2 separate regions of the Mus musculus genome follow, and region 2 is linked to region 1. Evidence: chromatin contacts called from public Hi-C data. All regions are on one chromosome and are shown on one strand. The core of a region is the stretch at or near the end of the contact, and the rest is flanking DNA. Distances in the headings are between cores, read along the strand shown.

Region 1 (3,886 bases), core at 1,093-3,592:
GTGTGTGTGTGTGTGTGTGTGTGTGTTTGTTTGTGTGACCTGTTTTTATTGAATTGCAGTTGACAATGACTCTAGCACTTCTTTTTGGAGCTTCTAGAAGAACTGTTTGCTACTGAAGCAAAACAACCACATCATTTAGGTGAACTGTAAAATGAAATGAGGGGTGGACTCTAATTAATCCCTAATTATGCGCCCTAATTACGCACGTTTTTCTTCCAACTCTGGACATTTAGCCTCTTTTTTAATGAGTTATTTCAAAGCCCCATTGGCTTTTAAGAAGTCTAATGGAGGATGTTCTGTTCTGTTCTTTTTCTTCTTTCTTTCTTTTTTTTTTCTCTTGGTGTTGGAAAGGTCAGGTTGCATGTATTCTTTTAATGTTTCCCTTATTCAGATGAAGGGCTAGTGGGGTGAGAAGTACAGCATCTTTGCTTTGGTCCAACCTGAAGGAAATAAACTCGAAATCCAGGTTCTATTGGGCCACTAACTTGAACTAACTTGAGGGAATTAACCCTCCTCATGTTCAGATACTTGACTGTTTTGCTAATGACAATCCAGGTGCTTCAACCTGGCACACTATAGTAAGGTGACTTGGGAGTGTCAGTGCTCAGTTCTGTGTGTCCTGGACACCCTGTGACCCTCCTTCTGGTGTCTGCTTGGCTCCTGGATCAATGAGGCTTGCCAGTCTTCCTCCCTTACTGGGTGTTTAATATTGTCTCATTGAAAAGCTCCATGGGGCTTCTGGTAAGATGGTGAGAACTGTAGCCAATGGTGTTCCCTCTCATCTCACTAGGGAGACTGCCCAAGGGAGCAACTGAGCTCCAGGCTAGTGTCTGGGGGAGGGGTTCCCTGGTGTGGTGGGGGAAGGGTTGGCCACAGGTGTTTTGTTCAGTCTCAAGGTCAGCTTGGTCAGATGCCATTGGGTGCTGTCAGGCCATCACTTCTCCCACAGAGATGAGGGAAGGCTCTGTTGGCAGGTGTAGCCAGGCCAGATGAAGTAGTCATGGGTTTTCCCAGGTGGGCAGAAATCATCCCAGTGACGTAGATCTGAGACTGGGGAAGCAAGCCTTGTCTGTTAGAGAGACTCAAACTTGAATGGCTCGCATGCTCAGAACTTGATGTGTCAGGGCTGAGGCTGGTGAATAAAAAAGTACTCAAATCCACCTTGCTGGAACTGGGTCAAGGGGAGCCTGTACCTGGCACTGTGCAAACCACCTTATAAGGAGCTGTTGGGGGGATGCTCAGGGAACGTGGGGTTTCCATCGTGGCTGGCTGTTGATTTCTTTGTGGCCTCAGTCAAGCAGTTCCCAATTCAGGGCTTGGCTTGCTGGTCTTTAAATATGGAAGTGAGACCTTCTTCTTCTTCTTCTTCTTCTTCTTCTTCTTCTTCTTCTTCTTCTTCTCCTTCTCCTTCTCCTTCTCCTTCTCCTTCTCCTTCTCCTTCTCCTTCTCCTCCTTCCTTTTCTCCTTCTCCTCCTCCTCCTCCTCTTCTTTCTCCTCCTCTTCCTCTTTCCTCCTCCTTCTCCTCTTTCTTCTTCTCCCTCTAATTCTAAATTCTAATTCTAAAACCCATTCCCTATCTTGCTAAAAACTCTGGACTGTCATTAGAAAGACCACAAGCCACTGTATGTGCCAGGATCTCCCCTGTGAGCCCCCCTGGTGTCCTGGGTACAGTTCCCCACCCCAGCTGGGAAAGACCCTGGCTTTGCTGAGTTTCAGGTCTACCCACTTCTCTTTTCCACTGAGATGCCTACTAGATCACAGGGCACGAGGGGGGAGGAGCACTGAGTATGAGGAGGTAGTGTAGCAAGGGAAGGTCACGGGAAGATCTAGAGAAGATGGAGACCTGTGTTGGCAAGTTTGTGTCAACTGGACACAAGCTGAAAAGAGGGAACTTCAGGTGAGGAAATGCCTCCATGAAATCAGGCTGTAAGCAAGCGATGCATTTTCTTAATTAGTGATTGGTGGAGGAGGGCCCAGCCCATTGTGGGCGGGACCATCCGTGGGCTCTTGGTCCTGGGTTCTTTAAGAAAGCAGGCTGAGCAAGCCATGAGGAGCAAGCCAGTAAGCCGCACCCCTCCATGGCCTCTGCATCAGCTCCTGCCTCCAGGTCTCTGTCCATTTCCCGTCTTGGCTTCCTTCAGTGGAGTGTGATGATTTAGGATGGATAAGCCGAATAAACCCTTTCTTCCCCAACTTAACTTTAGTTATTTGGTTTCAGCACAGCAATAACAACCCTAACCGAGACAGGGCCCCAGAAGCCCACTGGCTTATGGGAGGATAGCTCTGTGCTTTATGTACTTGAAAATGCACAACTCTTAGAGTCAGCAACTTCACCGCCTCAGCAGACCAGAGGCCGGAAGAGGAAGCTGCCAGTCACCCTGACCCAATTTTCTCTAGTAGACTTATGGAAATGAGTCCAAGTTTGTCCATGCTTCGTTTATAGTGCACACCAGCTCGAAATCATCTGCGCAACCTTGACGTGGAGATTTTGGAGCCTGTTAATGCATATTCTGTGTGTGGTTGTGTGTGCACTCTTTTGCTTGAGTGTGGAGGTCAAAGGTGAGAGGTCACATGTCAGGGGTTACTCTTAGATTGTTGGCCTTCCCCTGTGTTTTGAGATAGAAAACCCGGGGCTCAACAACTGAGCTAGGCCGGCTGCCCCAGGAGGCCCAGGACTCATCTCTCTCAGCCACCTCAGTGTTGGGATCCCAAGTGCCTACGAGCACGCCTAGCTTTTTAATGTAGGTCCTGGAGATCAATCCCAGACCCTGTTGCTTACATGTCAAGAATCTTACAGAATGAGAGTCTTCCCAACACTGACATTTTAAGGAAGTTATGTAGTGAGAATTTTGGTTTCTGGAAAAAAAAACAGTTATATGTGAATAAAACAGTTACGTTATGTGAATATTTTTTGTTGTTGTTGTTGTTTTAATCCCAGGTGTGGCATATGGGGCTGCTTCAGTTTGACCACAGCCGTTAACTAGATTGGTCTCGTGCTCCTGGAGGGGCATGGTTTGTTGCCAGCTGCAGACAGTTTACATTTGGAATTCTGGGGACTCTAGAGCGGGTATAACATCGAGGGGCTGGGGTGATTGCTGGTTTCCCTGCTGCTGCTGGTTTCTGGATTCTTGTTTTGCTGGCTTGCTGGTTGGAGATATCCTGACAACTGAGATTGGACTTGCCTCTAGGAATTTAACACCCCTGGTCAGCAGCAAGTGGTCTAAAGAGATCTATGCCCCCCTCTCCCCTCTTTCTTTCCCTCCTACCTAGTGTTGGGGGGTTGGAAGGGACTGGATGGAGATGGATGGTAGATATGAGAACCCGATAAAGCCAAAAAGTACACCTGAAAAGTTAAACCAGGGAAACTTCAACGCTTCTTTGGACTTTAATAATTCACAGTGTCGAGAGAGACCATATGGTATGGCAGGCCTCATTGTATGGTAGGTCGTATCGCTGCTGAGGCTCTTTAGTGGCTAGGATGTGTGAAGAGTCTGAGCTGATGCTGTGCAGAGTCCAGCAGAGAATCCTGCTGAATCAGGATCTGAGAGCAGGAGATGGAGGTTTGTCAGGAGCCTGAAGTCCTGAAGTCACCCCAAGGCTTGAGACCCCAGCTCCCTGCCCAGGCCATTCTTCTCCTGAGCTCTCGCAAGGTGGCTGTCTCTGCTGTGAGCCTGACCCACGTGTGGCTGTTTCTGCTTCTCTCCCTGAGAGTGTGAGATAGCCCGTGTTGCTGTCTATTACAGCCGCCCCCTATATAGCTGAATAGCTGGCTCAGCAAGAGCTGTGTGGCACTGGCACCAAAGCCAGCCCGTAAGCTGAGAATGGTTCATCCATATCTGGAGGCCTTGTAAGGAAAGGACACAGAGAATAGGTGTCAGATGCTGTG
Region 2 (3,821 bases), core at 191-2,690, 100 kb before region 1:
GTGGCTGCACACACACATGCACACACACACACACACACACACACACACCATCCACATGTGGCTGCACACACACATGCACACACACATACACACACACACACACACACCATCCACATGTGGCTGCACACACACATGCACACACACACACACACACACACCATCCACATATGGCTGCTCACATGCACACACCATGTACATGTGGCTCCTCACACACATATACACACTCACAAACACACACACACACCATCCACATGTAGCTGCTCACATGTACATCCATTTACATATGGCTATTCATGTGCACACACCATTCATATGTGGCTGTATACACACACACACACACACACACACACACACACACCATCCTCAAGTGGCTGTTCACACACACATGTGCTTCCACACCTGCATCTAACCCCTAACTTACTTCTGTGTTTTCATCTACTCATTTGGACTCTCTCCACAGACTTTTGGCCATGGACCGGGTACTGTGGGAACTGGGCTGTGGAGGAAGAGCAGGCATCTTTGTCAGCCAGGGAGCATCTGTGAAGTAGCACGGACAGCCCATTTGGCCTCTCAACTGTTTCCACAGCATCGGTTGTTTTTAATGAAAAGAACTGGAGTTCAGCCTTGATTTATACAGGAAGTTGTTAGAAAACAACAGAGAAGAAAAGCAACACACACACACACACACACACACACACACACACACACACACACACAGCTCTGGGAAGGTGCCAGGGGGACGGAGACGTCCACCTTTTCCAGGGAATGCACTGGTGAGCTCTGGACAAATTCAGAGTGAGGTGTCCCCTGGTGCCACGGCCTTGAGGACAGTGCATGTGGATGCTATGGGATGTCGAGGCTGGCCTCCACTGTGTGAGAAATGTGAACAGACTTCACCCTGTGTCTGGGACACTAGGGTGCAGGGTGAGACCTCTGAGGGCTTGTGTGGGAGGTGAGAGAGCTTCCTATGTGAGGATGCTCTGTGGTCCTCTCTTTTACATGCGCTGATGAGTCAGAGTGTATTATTCTGCTTTCTGCTTGAGATATTTTGTTTACAGAGTTCCCACAGATACTGTGTTCTGTTGTAACCAGTTTTGCTGGTTCAGAGAAATGTGTGTGTGTGTGTGTGTGTGTGTGTGTGTAACTGTCACACAAAACCAGGCTCAGATGTGATGTATGGGAAACTATATGATGTTCCAATCCACACAGCTTTCTTTGAGATTGCACTCCTTGGGCATGTGTTGTGGGTGTCTTGGAGGAAGGAGACAGGCTCAGAAGGGCTGGGAGACTTGTAGACTCTGACTGGGTAGACTCTGCTGGTGGGCTCAGCATCACAGCACTCAGGGACCTGCCAGTCTCATTCCATAGTCCCCACTGTGCCCTGGCCTGAACCCCAAGCTTGGCCCCCTACTGTGTTTTTGCAGGGAGTGGAGCACATACAAACTGGACCACATGGCCTCTCAGAAACTGCCACCAAGTGCTGGTATCTTAGCAACCACAGGATCAAAACAAGCTTGGAATAAAAGATGGGGAAGGAGGGAGAGGAAACAACCCCCTGGACCCCATCACCTGACCCACTGAGGGAGTTGGAGCACCTGACTGAGTCTGTGGTTTGCAATTCTTTTGAGGAATTCCCACCCCAATGCTGTTTACTGCTACAGACTGTGCTGGGAGTAGAGAAGCACATTTCAAAATACACAAAAGGGGACAGTGTCCTTGGGGGTACGGGTTCTGGGGATGACAAAGCAAGCGGGTACCTCAATATCCCAGGGTCCAGGGATCACATAGGGTTGGGGAGCACCTAAGGTAGGGAGTACTTGAGGTGAGGCCATCTCATCGGGGAGCACTCCAGGTAGGGAACTTTACAGTGGGGAGCACTCCAAGTAGGAACTTTAAAATGGGGAGCACTTTTGGGTGGAAGGAAGTACCTATGGTGGGAGCATCTGGGAATAGGGAGTACCTGGGGTGGGGAACCACCTGGAATGGGGACCACCTGGGGAGAAGAGCATCTGGGTAGGGTCTGCATAGTCTTTGAACTATATTCACTTCAGCCCAGGAGCCTCTGAGCCTCAGCCTGGTGGCTCTGTGGCCCCTATTGATGGAACCATAGATGGCTAAGCTATGGAAGATCATCCCTATGATCTCGAGTCTTTATTTAAGAAATGTGTTGTTGTAAAAGAGTCAAGCACATATGATGACATTTGGAGCCAGGACACCTCTCCTGAGGGAGAAGCCCAGTTTCTCAGCTCCAGTGGAGCACAGATATCATCAGAGCCCATGGGGCGTCCTGTATCTAAGACCCCATACCCTCTTAATCAGCTACAGTTGGGTCAAAACCACCTGGAAAGTGTCACATCCATACTGAACATTGAGGTGGCTTGAATGAAATGCACCCCCACTCCGCCCCCAATCCTGGCCATTTGAAGAGCTGGTTCCCAGTTAGCACTGTTCCTCGAGCTTTGGGTGGCCTGGCCTTGATAGTGAAGTACATCACTGGGTAAGGGGACTTAGGCGTTGGAGGAGGTAAATCACTGGGGCCTGGGCTTTGGAAGAAGAGCTTCATTGGGAGGTGGGCTTTGGTGGGGGGGGTACGTCATTGGGAGGGGGTGGGCTTTGGGGGGAAGTATGTCACTGTGGATTGGCTTTAAGAGTTTAAAAGACCTTGCTCTACTTCTCGTTGCCTCTCCTTGTTTTCTGGTTGGAGTTAAGCATGTGAGTTCTTGGCTGCCTGCTCTGCTGTTTGCTGCCATGTTTCCCTGCTAAGATGGTCTCATCCCTCTGCAATCATAAGTCCAGAGAAACTTTTTGTCTCTAAGTGCCATGGTCATGGTATCTTACCACAGCAACAGAAAGATAGTGAATACAAACATTTTGGACAGGTTTACCCTGAAGTTGTTCACTGGATCAGGTAGATAAGAAGGACCACAGCATCCAGCTAGGGTTGCACTATAAGTCCTCTGAGATGACTGTGCAGAGTGTGTGTGTGTGTAGTGAACTTCTATGGAAACACTGTATCTGTCCATGAGCCTGGCCAGCAATATTGTGTCCAAAGAGCCTGGCAGCCTCCTTATATCTTCCAGCATCCTAGAACCAGCCTGAGACATGACATGAAGGGACAAACCTGGCAGTGGCATGACATCTGCTGAAGGCAGTGTTTTTACACCTTTACCTGGCACTGTTGGGTAGTGGTGGTGGCGGTGGTGGTGGCGGTGGTGGCATGTTAATAGGATCATTTGATGCGCTGAGCCTTTTGGATCCCCACTTACAACTAAGGAAAAAGTGCACAGAGATGTCTAGTCATTTTCTAAAGTCACCGAGCCATGACTGGAGAACCAACACTGAGCCCAGTGTGGCTGTTGGAGAGTTATGTAACCAGCCACTGTGTAGCCCAGGGAGATAGAGGACTGGAGCAGAGACACTAGGAGCAGAGACAGGGCCTGCCGTGGAGGGTTGCTCACAGGCTGTGTTTGAGTGGGGCTCTGGGTTCAGATCGAGACAGGTGAGTTGTCAGTGAATATGGAATGTGGAGATCTTTAGGGCCTGCCAGGACACAAACTAGGAGCTACAGCAGGCACCGTGAGCCAGAGACTCAAATCTTCCCCCTTTCTCCTTCTTCCTCTCTCTCTCTCTCCTTTCCTTCTTCTCATCCCCCACTTTCCATCATCCCCCCCCCCCCCATCACCACCACTTAGACAAGTCTTATTATATGGCCAGGCCACAATCCTCCTGCTTCAGTTTCCCAAGGGCAGGACTTACAAGCATGTACAGGTTCACTCAGCCTGCTCTAGGTGTGGTTTTAAACACTATGTAACACCCATTAA

What was found. A called contact is a pair of places that touch in the nucleus more often than the background predicts.
Region 2: a Hi-C map of the MNK3 cell line shows a contact between it and region 1, with 5 times the contacts expected there. The contact joins two enhancer-like sites. A contact is called at or near these places in 26 of 484 Hi-C or Micro-C datasets (B cells, the MNK3 cell line, the N1E-115 cell line and 17 more), 5 of 115 datasets of contacts at active chromatin or transcription factors (SST interneurons, astrocytes, bone marrow-derived dendritic cells and 2 more) and 2 of 9 other capture datasets (embryonic stem cells and pancreatic islet).

Annotation. Positions count from the first base shown.
Region 1 is chr5:112,948,902-112,952,787 of GRCm38.p6, reverse strand. The region is part of intron 9 of Grk3 (G protein-coupled receptor kinase 3); the gene reads left to right. Among named protein-coding and RNA genes, the nearest start is that of Myo18b, 54 kb to the right of the region's middle. Within about 2 kb of position 2,342, at least 33 of the 459 cell types and tissues checked have an H3K27ac peak or open chromatin away from gene starts, as enhancers often do. A contact at or near this core is called in the MNK3 cell line, where this site is marked.
Region 2 is chr5:113,047,685-113,051,505 of GRCm38.p6, reverse strand. No RefSeq gene overlaps it. Among named protein-coding and RNA genes, the nearest start is that of Gm22740, 5.5 kb to the right of the region's middle. Within about 2 kb of position 1,440, at least 20 of the 459 cell types and tissues checked have an H3K27ac peak or open chromatin away from gene starts, as enhancers often do. A contact at or near this core is called in the MNK3 cell line, where this site is marked.